Linked DNA regions of Anser cygnoides: regions 2 and 3 are each linked to region 1. Evidence: chromatin contacts called from public Hi-C data. All regions are on one chromosome and are shown on one strand. The core of a region is the stretch at or near the end of the contact, and the rest is flanking DNA. Distances in the headings are between cores, read along the strand shown. Region 1 holds the start of CHRM4 (cholinergic receptor muscarinic 4). Region 2 holds the start of GCHFR (GTP cyclohydrolase I feedback regulator). Region 3 holds the start of LOC125183345 (dispanin subfamily A member 2b).

Region 1 (3,117 bases), core at 246-2,745:
TGGTCAGGGATGCCTGGGGCTGAGGCCCCCTCACTGTCACTGTCTGCTTCCCAGCTCTCTGCCTCTCCATTTCGGGTTCTTTTTTATTTTTATTTTATTATTATTATATTTTTTGGGGGGGGCTGATAGACAGATTAGCATTTATCAGCAAGCTGACTACTGGAGGGTTATTAAAAGCGATTTGCAATGTAAATACTTTCATCATCAGCCACGTTTTCTTTAGACTGGGGTTGACTTTTATGAATATTAAAGATGTCAGGATGGGTCTGCCGGGTTCACAGGAGCGGGGCTGCTGCAGGGCAGGGGCTGGGCTCGCGCTGCGCTGCGGGAGGCAGCCGGGAGTATGAGAGGATCCGTGAGGGGCAAGGGAGGGCCTCAGTGGAAGGATGGGGAGCAAGAACTTGTGAGTGTGTCTGAGAGCATCTGTACAGGGGGAGAGAGGGGATTTTGCCCGCCTCTAGGCAGATGTGGTGGCTTGGGCCGAGGGCACGATTTGCGGCAGAGCCCGGTGGAGGCTCCCGAACCGGTAGTGGGAGAGCGGGGATTGCTGATGGGCTGTCAGGCAGAGCGAAGCTCGGGGCACGGCCAAGAAAAAGAAAAAAAAAGGAGAAGCCATCCAAAAACAGAGGATGGAAAGAAACGGGTGAGGCAGGGACATGCGAGTGTTCCGAGGAGAGAGCAGCAAACGCGACTTCTAACCAGAACCCGAGCCTGGGCCTTCGGAGGCTCCACTTCTTCTGCCTAGTGAGAGAGAACAGCGCTGGGAGAAGAGCTAAAAGTTGAAAACTTTTGTACTTAATTTGGTTGCACGTTTTTATCTCCGTGCCGGATCAGCTTTGGAAGAAGGCTTCTTGCTGTTCATTACACTCTTTTGTCTACCCACGGGGAGTTGTAGTTTCAAACAAGAGCCCAATCAAACAACCCAACCCCGGTGCAATCAGATTGTCTTTGAGGCAGACATTTCCTCGCTCGGATGAGTCCGCCCGGGGCGCAGCAGTTTTCTTTACAGCATTTGGGGGGGGGGGGGGGGTCAGCATTTGGGTTTGAGAGGCCAAACCCCAGCGGAGGGGCACATCTCCCGGCCCCGGGGGGGGCGCACTGCCATCAGAGGCCGCTCTCCGGGTGCGGGAGCCGTGAGAGGGGCCGGGGCAGGAGCTGGGGGGGATTTGGCCGTGAGCACCCGGCGGGGCTCCGCCGGCCCCGGGGGGCTCCGGGCGGCGTCGGCCCGGCCGGGGCGAGCCTCGGGCGCTGTCCGCGGTGCTGCCGGGGCTGCTGCGGAGGGGGGGGGGGGGGGGTTAAAAAAGGGGGGCACCCGCTTCTTTTAATTATTTATTTTATTTTGGGAGGGAGGCAGCGGCGCGGGGATTGGCCGCGGCACCGTGACGCCGTGGTCCCCCCCCCTCTCCAAGCCTCCCCCCGACGTGGTGGCGGTGGCGATGCTGGGTTGGGGTGGGGGGGGGGGGGGGAGGCACTTTTGGGGGTGGGGAGGGGGGGGCACCGGGCCGAGCCGGCAGAGCCGGGTCCTCCCCCTCCTCCTCCTCCTCCTCCCCACGCCCCTCCCCGCCCTCCGCACGGCGCCGCCGGGAGCCGGGAGCCGGGAGGAGCCGGCCGGGGCCATGAGCACCGGAGCCCCCGACGGGGCGGCGGCGTGCTCGGCGCTGCGGCATGGCCGCTGACAACCGCTCGGCGGCGGGCGGCGGCGCGCCCTGGGGGCTGCCCGGTGAGTGGCGGGGGGCCGGGGGCACCCCCGGGCCGGGGGGCGCCGGGAGGAGGTGGGGGGGTGGGGGGGGGCGTGCTCCCGAGGCGCGCACCCCCGGGGATGTCGCACACCGGGGGGAGCTGGGGGCGGGGGGGGGGGTCTCTCTGCCAACTTTCCCCGGGCAGGCAGCCCCCTGCCCCTCTGCACGCCCCGCTGGCCGTCCCGTCCCGTCCCGTCCCCCCTGTCCCGTCCCGTCCCGTCCCGTTCCCCCCGTCCCGTCCCGTCCCGCAGCAGCGAGGGGCAGCTCTCGCCCCCTTCCTCCCCATCCGCGGCTGCCCCCCTGTCCCTATCCCGGTGACATCCCGGCTGCCCGGGGCCCACGGGCGGGGGTCGCGCAGCCCCACCCTTCTCCTTCCCAAAATCATGGCTTTGGCTTCAAACCAGGGGGACGGTTCTTGGCACTCCTTCAAATCAAAGCAGCGCCGGCTTCTCCTCTCTCCTTCTTTAAGCCCCTCCGACTGCGCCGCGGCCACGTTTGCCGTCCGGTCCTTGCAGACACCGGGGCTGGAGGGGCACTTCCCCGGCTGGGAAATAGCCGTCGTGCCTCCGTGCCCTGCCGGCCAAGGAGCTGGGCTGTGGGTGTCAGCACACGGAGGCTCCCCGCTTCGCCCCGGGCACCCGGGGTGACCTCGGAGAGCGGCCGGGTTCCCCCGCGCTGCTGGCAGGGTGAGCAGGGGCTGGCACCCGGCTCCTTGAGCCTGGCGCTAGCGAAACACACGAGATGCCAGGGAGCCAGGGCCCAGGCCTCCGGTGAAACATCACGGGTGGCAATGCTCGCGCTGAAATCACAGGTAGCAGCGGGACGCGTGGAGCTGTCACCACCTCGGGGCACTGCTGCCTGCTTCCTAATGCCCGGCCTCGTGTGCTCGGAGCGCCCATAGCCCGGGCTAGGTGCCTTTACGCACCCCAGGACATGCTCCCAGGGGAGCTGAGCGGCTGGCTTCACCCTCACGGACAGGCTAAGAAATAGGGACACGTCCCCGGTGCACGCTTGGCTGGGCTGGAGGCTGGCGGGCAGGGTGGGCTGGAGATGCAGGAAGGCTTTCAGCAAAAGAGGTTTGTTCCTCCACAAGAGGGGCATGCCCGTCGCCACAGGTCAGTCTGCTTTCTTTCATCGAAGAGAAATGAACCGAAATGATTAATTAATGCTGCGATCCAATTACTCTGAGTTTGCAGAAGAAGTATGGTTTTTCTCTCTAAACTATCCCCAAGAGGATCCTATTGATACCGGCTCTTGTCATGGTCGTGTTTGTTGTTGTTGTTGTTTTCTTTTAACGGAAATGACAGACATCTCCCCAGCAAAACACAGCCAGAAGCAGGGATGAACGTAGTGAGAGAGGTGCCCAGCACACCTTGGC
Region 2 (3,117 bases), core at 437-2,936, 870 kb before region 1:
TGCAGAGAGATCCAAGGGTCTGGATTTCATCTCTGGGCTCCTTCCCATGGCTGGTGGGATGGGAATGCGCTCACAGCAGAGTCCGCCTGGTCCGGGTCACCGGGGTGGTGGATTTGGGTGCTTCTGTAGGAAGCAATCACAACCGAGGTGAATTTAGCAGCAGAAAGCACTTCCTTTTCATTCACTGGGTAATGGAGGCAAAATTATGCCTCAGTTTCTCATGTTAGAAGCGAAGCGCATGTTTATACTAGAAAATAAGTGTTAGGAATAAACATTTGGCCTGTTCTGACACCAGGGAATTTGGGAAGACCGTCCTGGACATGCAGGTGATCTGAAGGAGCAGGGGTTTAACCCATGGGGTGAGGTATCCACATACAGCTCAAAATGAATACATCAGGATATTTGGGGCACACTTTAGGAATATGACAACATCAACATCTGATAGTTTTTTTGTTTGTTTGTTTTTTGTTTTTTGTCAGGCCCAAACCAACAGATATGATAGGAACAGCAAAAATTGGCTCTGTCAGAGTATTCCCTTTAGACTAGTGAGCAGAAATGTGTATTTTTCTCTCTCGATCCCTGCTGGAGTTAATCGGTAACCCGTGGCAGTTCAGATAAACTGGCCGCAGGTCAGGCAGGAAGGACACGACGTGCCACAGCCCGGGCTCGGCCACATGGGAACATCCTTCTGCTTTCTCCTGAAGCCTTATTTCTGAAGATCTGTAAGAAAAGTAGGAATTGATTATAGCTGGTGACGAGCTGCATGGAAAGATTTCTGTGCAAGTTTTGAGGTTATAGAAATATTATTTGTTATTTGCGGAAATGTTATTTGTTTTATTTATACCTAGAGCAGGTGTTGAGGAAGGAATCACTCCATCAGCTCCCACATCGGAAGCACCGATGCTCTGGACTTGAGATATGAGCTGCCCCTCAAATTTTGAAGGGATTTAAACCACATTTCCAGATAAAAGCTGCAGGGTCCCAGGCTCACCCCTGCCTGGTTCCTGGTCCATTGTCTCCCAGTCCTTCATCTCCCTGTCCACCATATCCCTATCCTTTGTCTCCCTCTCCATTGTCTCCCTGTCCATTGTCTCCTGGTCCACTGCCTCCAGGGCTATCATCTCCCATCCTGCATCTCCCCGTCCTTCATCTCCCTGTCCTTTGTCTCCCTGTCCATTGTCTCCTGCTCCATCACCTCCTGTCCTTCATCTCCTGTCCTTCAACTCCCTGTCCATCACCTTCTTATCCACCATCTCCCTGTCCATCATCTCCCAGTTCATTCTCTCAGTGTCCCATGTCTCCTGGTCCTCTGCCTCCTGGGCTATCATCTCTCATCATTCATCTCCCTGTCCTTCATCTCCCCGTCCATCGTCTCCTGCTCCATCACCCCCAGAGCCATCACCTCCTCTCCTTCATCTCCCCATCCACCACCTCCCCATCCGCCACCTCCCTGTCCTTTTTCTCCCTGCCCATCACCTTCCTCTCCACCACCCATCTCCTTCTATCTCCTCGTCCTTTTTTTAGGGGACGGAGAGCAGACCCAGGACCCTTGCGGAGCCCCCGAGCCGTCGGCGGTTTCTTGAACCACCCGGGCCACCTCGGGAGCCCCCCCGGGGGCTCCTCTTCGGGGAGGGATCAGCGCGGCGGCCGCATCCTTCCCCGCGGGCGGAGCGGGGGCGGCGGCGGGGCGGGCCGGGAGGGGCCGCCCCCGGCCACAGCCCCGGGGGTGGCGGCGGCGGGGTCGGGAGCATGCCGTACCTGCTGGTCAGCACGCAGATCCGCATGGTGAGTCCGCCCCGCCGCCGCCCAGCTCCCCCGGGGGCTGCGGGGCTCGGGGGGAGCGCGTGGGGAGAGGGGAGACGGGGAGGGGGGCGACGGAGATGGGGGGTGATGGAGATGGGGGAGATGAAGATGGGGGTGATGGAGATGGGGGCGATGGAGATGGGGGCAATGGAAATGGGGGTGATGGAAATGGGGGTGATGGAGATGGGGGGGAGATGGAGATGGGGGGGAGATGGAGATGGGGGGCTCCTCCTGGGCACCGCGCTGCTGCCCGCAGCATTGCCCTGCACCTGCTGCTGAGGGGCTTGGGGGGGGGCTGCCCCAAGGGGCTGGGGGAGCCGCTGGGTGAGCAGGGATGTGGGCAGCCACCCTCGCTCTCTTCCCTTCGTCCCGACCCTTCGCCTGGGTGAGGTGGGGAGCAGGAGAGCACCCAGGCGCCCCTAGTGCTGCTCCGCTCCCCTCAAACAGTGAGCAAGTTTGCTTGGGAAACTTGTTGCAGGAGCCCATGAAAGTCAAAGAAAGTAATCCATGTGTGCTCACCGTAGGTTTTTTCTCTTTCCCGAAAAGCCCTGCTGGCTGTGTTACAGTGGAAAACACGGCCACAGCCAAAGGGCAGGGCATTACTGGCACCAGGGTGGCTGTGCAGCACCCAAAGCCGTGGCAGGGACTGAGGCTGAGACCCATTGTTCCCCTAAAAAGGCGCAGAGGAAACCTTGCTTCCTAGTGATTGCTGTCCCACTGGCAGCCAGCACGTCCTGCCGGGCCCGCAGGAGCAGGCAGACGTCTAGAGGGCTTGGTTTTTGTTTTCCCAAGGGGAACTATATCAAATACTGTCTGAAGGCCAAAGTGCGATGTCGCGGTTTTGCAACGGGAAGGGTGCGATGGGGAAAAGAGCAAACCAACGAGCTGGCAGGAGTCTGGTGAGAGATGTGGTCTGTCCGAGGAGGATGCCCTCGCACCAAAACATCTCTGTTTGCAGCGATATTTGGTGTCACACCAGTTGATTGAATGATTATGGACTGATGGGCACAAAGCATGGCACGGACGCGTTTTGTAGCACTTCGGGGAAACGCACGCAGCAGGGTGGACTGAAATACCTACAGGTTAATGCACTTTGCCCTACAGACTTTGGAAACTCTGCTCTTTAGCAGCGCAAAGCAAACATTCACAGCCTGAAACCTGGCATCCAGCCACGGCTGGAAAGGGTCTGTGCTGGCAGAGCAGGGGGGGACACAGACATTGCTGCCTTTTGCTGGCAGCAGCTGGGGTGGGGACGGGGACAGGTCGCTCGCTCCCCCATGGCACATCTCCCATAGGATGCAGGCAGCCAGGATC
Region 3 (3,117 bases), core at 454-2,953, 580 kb before region 1:
CCATCCCAATCCTTGTCCCAGTCCCTGCCCCGCGCGGTCCCACTGCCACCTACCGGCAGCTCCTGCAGGCTCGGCCCCCCCGTGTCACCAAAACCTCTCCCACCGTAGTTCCCCCCAGTCCAAACTCTGCCAATAATTAGCGACGGAGCTAATAATGCCCGTGGTGATGACGGCCATCACACTTGGCACCGGAGGAGCCGGCCCCAACTCACTTCACCTCTGCAGAGGCAGCATTTTGGGGGCAGGATGTTTTGTTTTTTTTTTTTTCTTCCTTTCTGCTCTGCAGCTTGGAGCAGCAGCTCCTCCTCCATGTAGCGTGGGGCTGGGAATGAAATCGGGGAAGAAAGCACGGTGATAAGAAAAAAAAATCACAGCAGCCGCAGCTGGGGAAACTAGAGGGCACCCGCGCTCCAGGCTGCGCTTTCCCGCTCAGCTGGCGAGCAGATGCGGAAGGTTAATTGGCTCGTAATTAAACCTTTTAGGCAACCGTGCGATATGTGACATGGGGAGCTCGGCTGGCCTGACCGTCCCAAATGGCCACAGCAGACGTGTGTCCCTCCAGACAGTAAGGAAATTCAGGGTTTTGTCCCCCACGAGCGGCACCCTCCGGCCGCCCCCATTTCCCCAGGGGCCAGAGCGGGGCCTGGGTCCCTGGCCGAGAGCTCTGTCCTGGCCCTCCGAAGGGCCGCGTGGCACAAGGTGACAGCGGGGACAGGTTTGGGGGATCAAAAACCAGTGCCTGCCTTCTGAAACACCTGCTGAGGGCCGGGAGGGAAGGGGGTCCCAGCGCCACGCAGTGAGGACATGGTTTAGGACTTCTCCCTCAAGCATCCAGGCACAACACCAGGGACAAATCTTACAGTGCCACACGGTGGGGCCATTATTTTGGGGTTTCATCAGGGGGGTCGCACGGTGGGAACATTATTTGGGGTTTCTTCCCCAAGCAGCCAGGCTCCAGACCGGGGTGAAGGCTTCCAGCGCCACATGGAGGGGACGTGATTTAGGGTTTTGTCATCAGGTGCCCGGGTTCAACCCCAGGGACAGGGGTCGCAGCGCCACATGGTGGGAACGTTATTTAGGGTTTCTGCATAGAACCATACAATCGTTCAGGCTGGAAAAGACCTCCTAAACCACCTGGTCCGACCCATAACCTCGCACTGAAGTCCGCCACCAAGCCTCGCTATGGGGTGCTACATCTCCACATTTCTTGGAGCCCTCCAGGGATGGTGACACCACCACGGCCCCGTTCCAATGCCTCACGCCCCTTTCCGTAACGAAATTTCTCCTAATATCCATCCTAAACTTCCCCTGGCGCAACTTGAGGCCGTTTCCCTTCATTTGGCAGACGGGAAAAGAGCCCCCCGCCCCCCCCCCCGCCACGACTCCCTTTAAGCTAATTTTATTTAGCGCAATGAGGCCTCCTTGAGCCTTCTCCCAGCCCAACAAACCCCCCCAGCCCATCCAGCAGCCCGCATCACCCTCATCTTCTCCCCCTTCCCCCCCCCCCCCACCCTCCACCCCCCCCCAAAAAAAAGAAAAAAATCACTTTAACGACCCCAAATCCTGACGCTTGGGGACGATGCAGGGCCCAGCTCCGGGGCCAGGAGATAGGAAGAGGGCGGGCAGGGCTTTTCCCCTCCCCAGCCCCAGAGGCTGGGAAACGAAACCTCGAAACCTGCGGGTGCTGAGCGCCCCCCCGCCGGCAGCGCCGCCCCCGCCGCCCGCCCCCGAGCCCCGAGCAAGCAGGGATGGAGCGGACCCGAGCCCCGGGAGTTTCGCTGCCGCCCTACGAGCCTCTGGTGGAGGGCTTAGACATGGAGAACATGTCCCGAAGCGTCGTGGTGCCCGTGGAGGCCCCCCCGGTGCAGCCCCCCCCCCGCGACCACCTGGCTTGGTCGCTGTGCTCCACGCTGTACGCCAACGTCTGCTGCCTCGGCTTCCTGGCGCTCGTCTTCTCCGTCAAGGTTTGGGGAAAGGGGGAACGGGGACGGGGCTGGGGTGAGGGGGGCGGTCGGGGTCAGTGTTGGCACCCGGGGGGTGGTGGGGTAGCGGCCGCGCGAGGTGGGGGGGATGGAGCCGGGGAGCCCCAAAAGCCCAGCGCTGGGATGCGGCGTGGACCCCCCCAGAGTCCCTTGGAGCCCCCCAAAATTGCCAAGCCTGGGGTTGCCCCATGGACCCACAGAGCACCAAAAGCCCCGGCCGTGGGTTAATGGGTGGACCCCGCAGAGCCCCTGACCCTGGGGTGACCCGCGGACCTCCCCAAATCCCCCATCCTGGAAGTGACCCCGCACCTCAGGGAGCTCCGCAGACCCTCCGGAGCCCCAAGCCCAGGATGCTCCACGGGTTGCCCAGAGCCCCCACCCCGGGGGGCGAGGTTCCTCTCCCCCATCCGCACCCCCCTCTCTCCAGCCCTGACCCCACTGACTCCGGCTTTGGTCTCCCCAGTCCAGGGATCGCAAAGTCCTCGGCGACTACAGCGGGGCGCTCAGCTACGGCTCCACCGCCAAGTACCTGAACATCACGGCCCTGCTGCTCAACATCTTCCTCGTCATCCTCATCGTCGCCCTGATCGCGAGCGGCACCATCACCATAGTCAACCTGCTCAACCACCAGCAGCAGCAGCAGGGCAACCACCCCTTCCTCGGCCCCACTTAGCCCCTTCCCCGGCACCGGGGGCGGAACTCGGCCCGCTGCAGCCCCCGCCGCCCCTCGGAGCAGGGCTGAGATCCCCACGCAGCCCCTCCGGCGCCTGCTGGGGTCTTGCCCTGCTTTCCTTGCTGCTCCAAGTCCCCCTGACCACCACTCAAAGCGCCTCGTGACACCTCTCCTCTGGCGGGAGCCGAGCCCCCAGAAGCTGGCTTTGGGAAGGGGACGCGCATGCTTTGCCACTTGCTTTGCTCTGGCTTTTTTTTTTTTATATAGCCCCAAGTACCTTCTCGTCAGGAAAAAATGTGGTTTTAATAAAGGTTTCTTTCACTTTTGCCCATGGCTCATTCTTTTTTTTTTTTTTTTTTGGGGGGGGGTGGGGTGGGAGTCCCCAAGCCCAGCTTTTTGGGATGGGAAATGGTGGCTGTCCTGGTGAAGCACTGCCATGGGACAACTGTCCCCTCTGTCACC

Evidence for each region. A called contact is a pair of places that touch in the nucleus more often than the background predicts.
Region 2: a contact with region 1 is called in a Hi-C map of liver, with 12 times the contacts expected there. The contact joins the promoter of GCHFR here to the promoter of CHRM4 in region 1. A contact is called at or near these places in 2 of 7 Hi-C or Micro-C datasets (both in liver).
Region 3: a contact with region 1 is called in a Hi-C map of liver, with 4 times the contacts expected there. The contact joins the promoter of LOC125183345 here to the promoter of CHRM4 in region 1. A contact is called at or near these places in 2 of 7 Hi-C or Micro-C datasets (both in liver).

The regions. Positions count from the first base shown.
Region 1 is chr5:34,409,528-34,412,644 of Taihu_goose_T2T_genome, reverse strand. CHRM4 (cholinergic receptor muscarinic 4) reads left to right here and starts at 1,495. Exons shown (of 3, transcript XM_066997844.1): 1 at 1,495-1,720. The coding sequence starts at 1,666.
Region 2 is chr5:35,276,502-35,279,618 of Taihu_goose_T2T_genome, reverse strand. It overlaps GCHFR (GTP cyclohydrolase I feedback regulator), which reads left to right and starts at 1,686. Exons shown (of 3, transcript XM_066997854.1): 1 at 1,686-1,785. The coding sequence starts at 1,750.
Region 3 is chr5:34,988,747-34,991,863 of Taihu_goose_T2T_genome, reverse strand. It overlaps LOC125183345 (dispanin subfamily A member 2b), which reads left to right and starts at 1,703. Exons shown (of 2, transcript XM_066998776.1): 1 at 1,703-1,964; 2 at 2,446-2,981. The coding sequence starts at 1,749. The coding sequence ends at 2,655. It overlaps B4GALNT4 (beta-1,4-N-acetyl-galactosaminyltransferase 4), which reads right to left and starts at 1,651. Exons shown (of 23, transcript XM_066998737.1): 1 at 1,547-1,651; 2 at 218-322; 3 at 54-126. The coding sequence starts at 311.